Regions from separate parts of the Zea mays genome. Here region 1 is linked to region 2. The links are chromatin contacts, called in public Hi-C maps. All regions are on one chromosome and are shown on one strand. Each heading gives the region's core, a stretch centred on a gene start, on an enhancer-like site or on the middle of the called end of the contact. The rest is flanking DNA. Distances are from core to core; before and after follow the strand shown.

Region 1 (6,243 bases), core at 2,934-5,433, 390 kb after region 2:
AACACGATTTGGGCGACTTACTCAGACGATTAATCGTAGTTTTGAGTCATGGACGACTTAAATAATAGGCCTGGTTTTCATAATTTCAACTCATATCTATTGGACAAGTAATATGTGGAAACCATAGCTATTGGGGGCGAAGGGCTTATAAGCATCATTTCAAGTAAGTCACTCTCTTATACGTTTTATACTGTTACTGTACTTGACAAGTAAATCACTTTCTTTCATTATAATCAAGTTTTTGGCAAGAATTACATTTTTACATACAAAAAACAGGGCAAGTCATCCTATATCGTTTTTATTGAGGCCTAGACGACTTAGACGGACAACTTACTATGGTGTTTATGGCTGCATCGCAATAGGGTGGTATTTGATGGTGCCAGCCCTTCCTTGAGCACCATTCAAAAGCTTCTTATGGATGAGGTGGATTGTGGTGTATGGCTGGTGCGAAGCAGCTTGAGAGTCTTGGCCTCCTAGCTGCCTTTGCTAGGGTCAGGGCTATTTCTAGTGTCTAAAGTTGTTAAAGTTGGAGATAAGAATAGGTTTTTTATCTGTTTTCCCTTTGTCTTTATGTCTGTTATGGCATTGTACGGTGGTTCACTTTAGACCTTTCTCTCTTTCAATATAATAATGTTTAATAATGTGCAGTTCTCCTGCGCGTTTGAGAGAAAAAAAAATATCGATTAGTCGTCTCCGATATGTCGGCTGAATCGATTTATTAGTGTGCTCTGGGGACTCAAACCGTCTCAACGACTTAAAAACATTGGTCCAAACAGCTTTCATCTGGAGCGCCTCGAACTCGAATTCTTCTTCCTAGAGAGTAGAGACCAGTCGCAAAACAGCCTCGACTTCTCGATCTCCAAGCCGCACAGCGGTCCGGCCGGCCAGCGCGCGGGAGCTCGTCAGCCGCCATCGCCCGCACCCGCCGCTCCCTCGCCACGTCCGTGGCGCGAGCCAGCACGTGCCCCGGCGCGTCGATCATCAGCTCCGCGACCCCGGTGTTTTCATCCACCGACCACCAACGTTCGGCTCCGGCTGTCGTCCGGCTCGATGACTAGAGGCCACGCGTCGGCACCATTCGCGACGCACTGCGAGACGAGGTTGCCCATCCCGTGTCCGGACTACTCGCTATTGGCAAGCAACCAGGAGAGCTTTGGTTCCATTCCTCCTGAAAATCGAGAGATCGAGCTTCAAACACCCACTCGCCTGCTTCATGCTCCCCTGCGCCCTCGACGACACAAAGTACGTGCCATTCCAGACCAATAACATCGGCTTCCAGAAGAGGCAGGCCTAGGCGCTCAGACTTCGATTTTGGACTTTTGGCCTGGCTCCGCCACTCCCGGCCCCAGTGACAGACTGATAGTGCGACCTGTCCCAGAGATGGCGCAAGCGCAAGGAGGAAGGGGCTGACGACCTATACTGTCTACAAGAAGAAGAGGATGCTAACGAGCCAGGGTCTACTTATCATTCAGAAAATTTGAATGTAACACTTAAACCCTTGTATCACCTGCTTATGCAGCTTTATTAAAAAACTCCTAACAATCTATGGTTACATCCACAGTTGGATCATGATCTTACGGATTAAGAGATTTAATTTGCTTGCGCGCTTGAACATGAGAAATGCTTGTACAGGATCCACTTAAGGGCTTGTTCGGTTAGCTCTCAATCCATGTGGATTGAGTGGGATTGGATGGGTTTGAATCCCAAACAAGTCAAACTTCTTTTCAATTTTTTCCAATCCCATCCAATCCATGTGTATTAGGAATAACCGAACAAGCCCTAAAAGTTTTCTCTAGAAGCCATAGCTGCTTAGCCAAACGGTTTTTGACTTTCTCTCAGCACATACTACAAAGCAATCACAACAGCTCTTTCAAAAGCCATAGCTCGACCAAACACAACTAGTTCATCATTCGCTTTAGATATTGTACTTGTCAAATTATCATCACAACAAGTTTGAACGCAAGAATTCCTAGTTTTATTTGTTACATTTGGTCAGAGCTACTTAGACCTGTGAAATGAAGTCAGCTAGAAGGTTTATCCTTCAAAAATCCAACTTAACACCTAATACTTCCTCTTTACTGTTTTTACCCTTTTGTACCAAGTTTGTGCATACATGAAACCCATGAATGTAAAGGTAGTGAGGCAATCCATGTCAAGTTACTTGTCAAATTGGTACCATTGAGACAAAAAGGCCACATAAAAATAGAAAGTAGCAGTCAGCAATCAGTTGGGCAATTTGCATCCCCCTATATGATAGATAGCAGCTGTCAAGTTGGAGCATCTGCCGTAAAGAAAGAAAGCTGGTGGTAGGAGGAAAGAGTGGGGTTTGCTACACGTGACCACCACGGGCTCGTGATGAGCGACAAGCAAGCTTTTTTTTCCCTTTCCTTATCAAGAAGGGGAGCAAGTGAAGTACAGATACGATGGATGGGATAGGGAAGCGTCTTGCGTTAAGCAGTTACCTAAGGAAAGCCATTGACTAAAAAAGAGACGCCAGAGGATACCGAGCAGGCCACAGCTGGCATAATATTGCGTATGAATCTTTCGACATGAATGACATTATTGAGCCATGAAGCATTGACTAACGGAGACATTAGAGAATACAGAACAAACAACAGCTGGTACGCTAGGCATGTGGATCTCTAGGAATCAGCTTATGTTACGAAAATAGAGGAATTCAAATGTTTTGTTCTTCGTTTTGGACAGTAATTGGGTGATTGTCCTTCTGAAGGGAGAGAATAAAATGGAGGCAAAGCAGTAACGCCAAAATGATATAGTATATCTATATTTATATCTATACTTATATACTGTATACTCCATCACTTTAAATAAATCTAGAGCCACTCCAATAAATACACATAAAAAGTCAACACATTAAAAATAAACGTACAAGATCCTAAATTAACTTCTCATTTCTCTTACTCGCATCCATCTCGCATCCATCGGACGATATTCTTCAGATCATCACTCATCCCCACACTCCCATCCCACAAACACCACGGTCGGGACGCTTTCTTTCCTTATTTATTTTATCTTTCATTCCTTTATTTTCTTTATTTCCTTTCCTTCTTTCTTTCCTTTGTTTTCTTTATTCTTCGCCTTCAATCAAGTACACAATGTCAATCATATACAATTTACTTTCTTTATTTTCTCTTTATGCTGTCGCCTGCCATGCTAAATAGGGATATAAATGGTACGAATATTATCTGTACATATTCGCATTCGATCCATCTAAAAGGGCTAAGATCCCGTATCCGAGTCCTGATATTCAGTAACCAATTCGTATTCAATTTATATTTGTATCCATATAATCAAAGCTGGGTATTGTAATTGTTAGCATGGGTGAATGATAAGCCTACTAGAAGCGCACAAGCACAACCAGCGAGCGTAAATTCTACTCATGCCGAAGAAGAGCAAGTCTCCATGGAAAAATTTAAAAACAGCTAGTGAAACACAGGTTTCGCACTGAGAATGCGTCCTATCCGAGCGAAAACCCAACACGGAGATCGCCAACAAAAACATCGAACACGCAGGGCGCGTTATACTACCAATAGCATGCATTTGAATTCCCAACTAACTAAACGCAAGGCAGAAATTACCAGCACGCCCAAATCCCCGATCAAAAGCAAGCATTCAAACCGGGGCGTTTTTCTTCTATCGATTGAAACCACATCACAATTGAGAAAAAAAACTCAAAACGCTCGTATCTCAATCTCACCTTGGAGGAGTGCAAGGAGGAGGACTTGCCCCCGGACTTGGACCGGCGGATCGCACCCGCCGGGGTGTTCGGCCCCGACTCGCCCGGCGCCGCCACCGCCACCGCGGCATCCCGCCGACAACCGCCCGCGCCCGACTGCGCCGGCTGGACATTTCCACCTCCTGCCGCGGGCGCGTGCACGCAGAGGCGAAGGCCCAGCGCCTGCCTGACCTTCCTCCACGCACCCTCCATCGCTTCAAAGCACAAACCAAACCGCCTCCTCCCGGCCGGGCCAACCGGCTCGCAGACTACTGCTCGCGGGGACGTGGCGTGGGGCTCTACACCGCCACCCGCCTACGGATTATACGATGGCTGCCGATAGGAGTGCGGGGAGAGGAAGCGGCGGCAGGTTTTGGAGGGGAGCAGAGCCGACATGGGAGGTAGTGGAGCTGTGGAGGTGGAGCGTTTGAGGTGCGGGTGCGGCTCGTGTCTTGTTTTGACTCGTCTCTCTCGTGGCCGCGGGAGGAAGCGTACAAGGAGGAGTAACGGAACCAGCTGGGTGTTTGAATTAAGAGACGTGTTAGCGTGGAGGGTTCGTTGGCGGTGCCGGCGGGCGGCGGCGGTGATGGGCCCGCCTAGTTGGAACCGTGGGCCTTTTTAGCCATCTTGGCTGGGCCTCGGTCCCTCGCTTTAAAATACAAAGCCGAAGGTTAGTTTGACAATCTCATTTTTCAATACATTTTTATCTTCAAACTCCATTTTTTAAGAGATTCCTATTTTTATAAGTGAAAATAAAATAATTTCCCTTAAAAAATAAAAATCTATAAAGAAAATGGAGTTCTCAAACTAACTAGACTGATTTGGTGATCAAGAATTATTGGGAGAAGAAATTCTCTTGCTATTTAGGGCTAGTTTGGGAACTATATTTTCCTATGGTATTTTCATTTTCCAAGGAAAATTAGTTCATTTTCCCTTGGAAAAATGGAAATCCCCTAGAAAAATGGTGTTCCCAAACTACCCCTTATTTTTAAATTTTAAAGGGATTTCTCTCCATAGATCTTCTCGTGATCCCTAATCATTAAATCAGTCATAAAATAAATTAGTTTATTTTTCTTTAAAAAATAGAAATCTCTTAAAAATAGGGTTTTCAAACCCTTATATATTTTCAAACTTATATATATATAATGTAAAACAACCAGTCAACCATGGCGTAAAAAAGGTAAAAAAAAACAGCGTGGTATAACCGTATTAGAGCATCTCCAAGAGCTCTTCATAAAACGACTCCTCAAAATCAGTTTTAAGGGACATTTAAATAATAAGTGAGGGGTAAATTTTAATCCTTTCTCCAACAGATCCCTTAAAGCAGCAGTTTGTTTCTGGGGAGCCTAAAAAACCCCTCATTTGTAGCTACAAATGAGGGAGTTTTAAGGGCTATGAAAAAGTTGGGGCGCTTTAGGGGAACTGTTGAAAACATGTTTTTGTGTTTTTCCCAAAAAAATAGATTTATGAGAGACTTCTGGGGAGCTTTTGGAGATGCTCTAACCTGCAGTGCAGGTTGCTTGTGATCTGATCGCCAAACGGTGATTTTCTTGTTACATTTGTACGACTCACGAAATAGAAAATTAAGCAGGACAATTCATTGTATCCTCATTGAAGCAACAGCATGATACATGGACGTGTGTCTCTGGTCAAAATATGCTCATCTTGGTGTTTGGTTGATTATTGAATTAAGGCTCGCGGCACTGGTACAAGCATTCGCAACAGATGAGCAAACGGACCCACCGCACGGCACGGCATGGCCCCGTGCTAGTCATCGACTGTTAGTGTAATGTCGTCTCATTAAAAACTGTCGGCGTTTCGACTCTGGGTTTTTTTTTACCGACGAGTAAATTGTCGCTGCGTGTCCCAGCCCAGATGGGTCGGCACGAGACGGAACACAAAAGGGGGAAAGACAGCAAAGAGGAACCCGCGGCCTTCGTGTTGTCCTGCGCCTAGTACGGATGCGCTTGCAGTAGGGGGTTACAAGCGTTCGCGAAGGAGAGAGAGAGAGATAGACTGTCCGCCAGCCCATTCTCCCGCGCGGCCAACCCTCTCGTACGAGAGCCCTGGACCTTCCTTTTATAGGCGTAAGGAGAGGGCCCAGGTGTACAATGGGGGGTGTAGCAGTGTGCTAACGTGTCTAGCAGAGAGGAGCCAGAGCCCTAAGTACATGTCGTCGTGGCAGTCGAAGAGGTTTTGGCGCCCTGTTCATGTGATGTCGTGGCCGTCGGAGGAGTGCTTGAGCCCTGTGGAAGTACAGCTGTCGGAGCTGTTGGATCCTTGCTGACGTCTCCTTGCTTCCGTAAGGGGCTGAGAGCCGCCATCGTCATGGAGCACGTGGGGTGCCATCATTACTTGTTTACCGGGGCGAGCCAGATGGGACGCCGGTCTTGTTCCCCGTAGCCTGAGCTAGCTAGGAGTAGGGTAATGATGGCCCCCCTGTGACGTGGTCGGTCCGAGCACTGGGGTCGGGCGAGGCGGAGTCTGTCTTCCGAGGTCGAGGTCGA
Region 2 (6,038 bases), core at 1,532-4,031:
TTTGGCGATTCGTGCATATACTGGACTGATGGGGTGAGATAGGTTTTTGGCGATTCATGCATATACTGGACTGATGGAGTAGCTGGTAAGGGCAGCCATAGTGTATAATTTCTTAGCAAGGTGTGTGGCTAGCCATGTCAAATGGTGCTCTGCTAGTTGAACAAGCCCTGATGCATAAATCTGTTAGTCCATATTAAGGTGGGCTCCGCATATAATGAACTATATAGTATCCCAATGTTTCCCTCACAAAGTGACATAGATGGCGAATGGAGAGATAATTAGTAGTGAATATTATTTGTTTATTCTTGGTACCAAGTGCAAAAATAAGCAACAGGTGCAAGCAGGTTCTAAACTAGCACCTTCTGTCCAATGTATTGCACCTTGTTTTTCTTCTTCTCTCTCATCTTTGCACCTCCTTAACACACACGCATTTGAGCTATTCTTAGATCGGTTCATAAAACACGGGCATAAACCTAGTTCATATCCTTATTTGCTAAATACAACATTCAAGAAATGTAGACATTACCTCCATATAGTGTACTTTCCCTTGGTATGTTTTTTGTCCTTGGGCTGCCTCTTTTTGGATTAGCACTAACAGATCTAGACTCTACAGCCTTATACTGCATTGCTGTATCAGAGGATCGAACCTTTGGTTCTATTTTATCCAACCTTGAATTTATTTCTTTTAGCTGCAGGCACCAAAATAATAATTATCTAAAGCATGAAACTGCTAGCCCAACTATTAAAAGGAAGCCCTAGCAATAAAAGTACCATGTATGAAGGCAGATTATGGCGCTGCAACTCTTCATGAAATTGTGATCCCATGTGCTTGTACATCTCCTGTAGTGAAAAACAAATGAAGGCTTACTAGAAAAACTTTATGCTGCCTAGATAACAGGTGTGTGTCCCAGCCAATAACTGTGAACACTGAACAGTTTAGATGAAAGAAAAGATGAATCTGAGCACAAGGGACTAAAGCAATTCAACTAGAAGCAAAGGGGCTTGGAACTACAATGAATGTTGTCATACAAAATGATTCAGTCTCTCCAGCTTGTAAATGTGGGATGGAACTATTGGGAAATTGAACAAGATCAATAGAAATAGAGATCATACCAGTCATCATGGGTGTAAGGGAAAAAAAAGAAAAATGTCGGCTGAAACAGGTCTATACAGTATCGAATATGGAATCAACTAACCTCAATACAAGAGATAGCAGCATCTCGAACACTTTGGTTCGAATCATTCATTAGTTGCAGGACCTGCACAAGACGGGAAATCTTAGGGCTTCTAGATATATCATACCATAACAGAAGGATATAAAATTGGATATGAATAAAAAGAATAAACAGCAAAGATCTGAAAGTGTTGGCTTACAGGTGAAAGCAAAACTCGTTGCAAGGAAATCTCCGTAGAAGCAAATAGCCCAACTGCAGATGCCACCGTACGTACAAACTCTTCCCTCACCCTCCAACTCTTATGAGTCCATGCATAACTACCAGCTCTTTCAACTATGATTGTTGGTGAAGAAACCTGAGGGTTGGACAATCAAAAATATTGCAAGATAACAGTCCTAAACTCTGGAACACACCAAACATGATTGGCTTGAATGTTTCGATAGTCAAAGGACAAAGTACATATGTAACATGATTTATGAATACTATCTTAATATACTGCGATAAAACATTGACTAGTAAAAAAGGGATCAGAATTTAAAGGTCATTTTCATTGCAGACAGCCAAAGATTGAAGCACTGATACGTTTTATGAAAAATCACGGCTCCCAAAGAGATCCTAGTTCTAATGCTAAAGGGTAAAAACGATAAAAGAATTATCTATATCAGAATGCAATGCATACAGGGAAGCAGCCAAGTCTTTACTTGAATCCCAAATTTATCTTTGTTTGCTAGAACCAAAATCATAGAAGAATAAGATATGCCACTGGAAGTTCAACTTAGCGCGACAGTCAAGCCCAAGAGCACACGATTCCTACAAAAATGTTAGACCATTGATCCATTTAAATGTGATGCCTGTCAATCTATAATGGTCAGCCGAATAGACCTTTGGATTCCTCACTTCAGCACAACTATGCAATGTACCGTGCCCCACCCGACCTACCTAAAAAAAACAAGCCTCAAATCCCCAATCTGCTCCTGCTCGATCTCTTAGTTCGAATTCGCAACTTAATCTAGCTCCCCAGCTACATGCATTTCCCGGGAGAGACGACAGGCCACTGAGAGCGCCGACGAAAGGAGCTCACCTCCATGAGCGTGATGAGGAGCTGGCGCGCGGCGTCGCGGACGGGCTGCTTGCCGTCGCCGAGGCGCTCGACGGCGGCGGGGACGAGGGCGTTGAGGTGGATCTTGAAGTGGTCGCCGGCGACGACGGCGGCGGCGGAGAGCGCCTGGAGGCCGCCCTGGGCGATGCGGAAGTTGGCGTCCCGCGTCAGATCCATGCAGGTGTCCACCAGCGCGGTGACCTCGGCCGCCGCCAGCCCGCGCCGCGCGGCGGCGTCGAGCGCCTCGTGCAGCCGCTCGACCCCGGCCAGACGCTCCTTGGTGTCCTTGGCGCGCGCCGCCTCCAGCGCCGCCTCCATTCTCTCCGCGCGCCCGGGGACTCCGGCGGCCCACGCCGCGGGGAGAGCTCTAGGGCTCCGGGGCGCGGGACCGGCGGCGAGGCGAGGTGAGCAGGAGGTGGCCGGATCTGATGAGGAGGGGGGAGGGGAGGGGGAGTGACAGAGAGCGCACGCAGCGAGACGAAAGCGGGTGCTAAGGGTGGTTGGGGCTTCGGGTGACTTTGTGCACTTAGCCCCCTGATATTTTGTATCCTTTGAACTGGAGGGGGCTTTGCGTACAAGCCTCCGTATGGACTGGACTCGGGGGCCTGGGCTCCGGGAGGCGGAACGAACGGTGGACCCCGCTGGGCAGAAGGAGCTGGTGGCGCGTGGAAATTTTGGCCGTATTTTAAGCGTTTATTTTTTGGAACAATTGGATCTTATTTTTTTGTCTTCCTTTTCTCCACGGTCTCCGGTTTCTCTTTTGGATTTGTTGGAATGGCTCTGTTTTAGCTTGGCGACAACGTTATAATACGATCCAAACCAACCCATGCATTTATTTCCACCTCCCATGATGCGTGTGGCCTGCCTTCTCATCTGCTCCTGCATGCAGCTGCTGAATACGTCAGCTGGACTTCAGTCACAACTGATGTACACCTGGGCATCGGTATGCAGTATGCTAATATATTTGAGAAGTCTGAAGAACTATGAACTGGTATATACTACGTATAAGGCAGCAAGAGACGGTAAAAGACCATGTAAGCCAAATATACCGTATCTGAACGTCCCCTAAGGCTCCAATAATAAACGCTAAAGCCTTCGCTAAAATATAGTGTGCGCTTCTCGTCCACCAAATATAGCAGTCTAGCGATCGCTCCTTATGCATTGTTTGCTCTCCCCCGCGATCTCCTTCCGTTACCTTCCGCGCTGTCTTGGAAGCTATGGTACCCGTCCGTGCAAACAATTGGAGGTAGAAGAAGAGTTGTGGTGGGACGAGGAGGAGCACGTGCGCGGACGAGGGGCAGCACGCGTGGCTGATTGCCTGGAGAAGGACGAGCTCGCCCAGCCGCCAATGAGGACGACGCGTAGCCGTCAAAGACGCGAGCTCGGTCGTCGAGAAGGAGTGCACGTGTGGCCGTCGACGAGGACGACGAGCGCGCACTCGCACAGGACCTGGCTCCAACGTTCAAATCCTCGACGACGGGCAAGCTCCAATGCCAGCTCCAATGCCGGCGGCGCACAGGGAGCCAGCAAGGGCACCCGCGTGCAGACCCTCTCGCGCGTTTGACAAGGTGTTCTAGGAAGACGAATGGGGGATTTTGGATTTTGACGTAGAGGGGAATTGGAGATTTTCACAACTTCGTGCACATTTTTTCTTAGAAATAAAACATGTTTCTAATGTAATATATGGTAGATAAGCTGTACAAGATGAAATTTAGATGACTAAATTATATGAAAAGGTGAGAATAAATATGGTAGTTAGTGGATTTTGTTATAATGTAACTTTAGAGGACCATTTTTAGTGAACGTTGCTGAAAACTGAGATGATATATAGAGGATATAATCTTTTAGAGTGTGATGTAAAGAACAGAGAATATTCTTTTAGTAAACGAAATTTAGGAGAGGTTGTTGGAGACAGCCTAACACTAATCTGAAAGGGAGATGGCGCCATGTCATGGTATGTATATCGATTCTTTCATCAGCAGACAACACGGAGACACGAGACGGACCAAGCAGAGGCTGGGCGACCAAAGGAGACGAGACGAGGGGATTTCAGTTCCGGGCTTCCTCCGGCGGCTATGCATCCGTCCGAGCGCTGCTGCACTTGTCTCAATGCCAGCCGGCCGGATGATGCGCGCCGCGCGCGCGCGCACGGCAGCACCAACCAACAAGTGCGGCGACGTTACACGCACCTCAACCGATCCGGCGATCCCCTACGTCCCCCCACCTTCGCTATCTTGGTTTTCCCTTCCGCTTCCGTGGCACGAACACCGTCGGCCTCCGGGAGAAGAGCCACGAGGAGCAAGCGGAAACCGATCGACTTGCGCCTGTTGGCTGTTGTCGGCTCTCTGCCTCCGTCGCAGCTAGCATACCATGCAGATGCAGTACCCGGCCGGATCGAGCTGGTGTGCTACAGTGCTAACCGTTACCTGTGGGATGGTCAGCGCCAAACTGATCACCATGATTCATAACTGACGATTTCGCACGGCCCTACGTGCTAGCACTGCAGTACGCAGACGAATTTTGGGTTTAGCACATCGTCCAAATCCTTTGCTGAAAGCCTTAACGAAGACTTGAAAGGCTGCCAAGCCATGTACAGGCTGGGGCGGGACCGGGACCTTGAAAGCGCTTTTCACTCGTACGTCGCTTAGGTGCTTAGCCTTGTCCATGAACAATTATAATAACCTTTTGGAGCCTGACAGAAAGAGGCCAGACTGCCAGCCATCATCATCTGATGGCTCATCGCCCCTCGCCCTTTTCGCTAATGGACTGGGGGCACTCACTCGTCTGCCCGACTCCTTTTCCACTTTCACCCCCGGCCCCGAGAAGCAGAGCACGAGGTCACAGTCTGGAGTGGACATCACACGGCTTGCCTTGCTTGCCCTCGGCCGTCGGCATCATCGCCGGGATGCAACCGGACCTCGCCTCGGGGTCAGGCGGGTCAGCACTCGGCTGGCATGGTATAGTCAGATATAGACCAACGTCTCGCTCCCTACACACGGCATGAGAAACCGCATGATTCAATAAAGAAAATCTCGCATTCCAAAAGCGGATTGATCCGTGCAAATTGTAAAAGGTTTTTTTATGCATTCTGTTGGGCACTAATTTGAACCGGCGGACGGTTCAGCCCTGAGGCCAAACGGTTCGCGCACGCGCAGAATAGATTAGAGTTCTGAGTTTTTTCGCTGTGTTTGTTAACGAGAATCGCGGGATTTACTCGAAGTTTTGTTGGTAACGGGTCCAGCCCCCTCCTCTATAAAAGCAGAGGATTACGGTTGATTAGAGGCAATCAATCGAACCCACAATCAATACAATTTACATTTATTCTTAGAAGTAGTTCTAATCTAGTTCTAGTTTAGCCTTTCAATCCCCAAATTCTCCGCCTCTCCTCGACTCTACGTCGATTAGAGGAGTCTAGGTCGGTCTACCCGAGCCTAGACACCACCTAGGATCTCTCCTCCCCGACAGGGTCCCTCCCTGGAGCGAGATCCAGGCGTCGCCGGCGATCCTCCGCCGCCCCTGCGCACGCGCGGACCGTCCGGCCCTAGGGCGCGGACCGTTCGGCCGTCAGGCAGGGAACCCTAGTGTCGGGGACCATAATTAGGGGTGCCCTCAAGACTCCTAATTCTCAGCTGGTAACCCCTATCAGCATAAAGCTGCTAAGGCCTGATGGGTGCGATTAAGTCAGGGAGCAGTCCGTTCGAGCGACTCGATCACGCCTCGCCCGAGGCCCCCTCCGACGGCGAACATATTTCCGGCTCGCCCGA

Evidence for each region. A called contact is a pair of places that touch in the nucleus more often than the background predicts.
Region 1: a Hi-C map of ear shows a contact between it and region 2, with 3 times the contacts expected there. The contact joins the promoter of LOC100191428 here to the promoter of LOC103642826 in region 2. A contact is called at or near these places in 2 of 25 Hi-C or Micro-C datasets (ear and endosperm).

Annotation. Positions count from the first base shown.
Region 1 is chr10:132,316,189-132,322,431 of Zm-B73-REFERENCE-NAM-5.0, forward strand. It overlaps LOC100191428, which reads right to left and starts at 4,184. Exons shown (of 2, transcript NM_001136861.1): 1 at 3,719-4,184. The coding sequence starts at 3,949.
Region 2 is chr10:131,925,894-131,931,931 of Zm-B73-REFERENCE-NAM-5.0, forward strand. It overlaps LOC103642826 (CLIP-associated protein), which reads right to left and starts at 2,782. Exons shown (of 21, transcript XM_020545733.3): 1 at 2,257-2,782; 2 at 1,375-1,530; 3 at 1,197-1,259; 4 at 772-840; 5 at 527-689. The coding sequence starts at 2,592.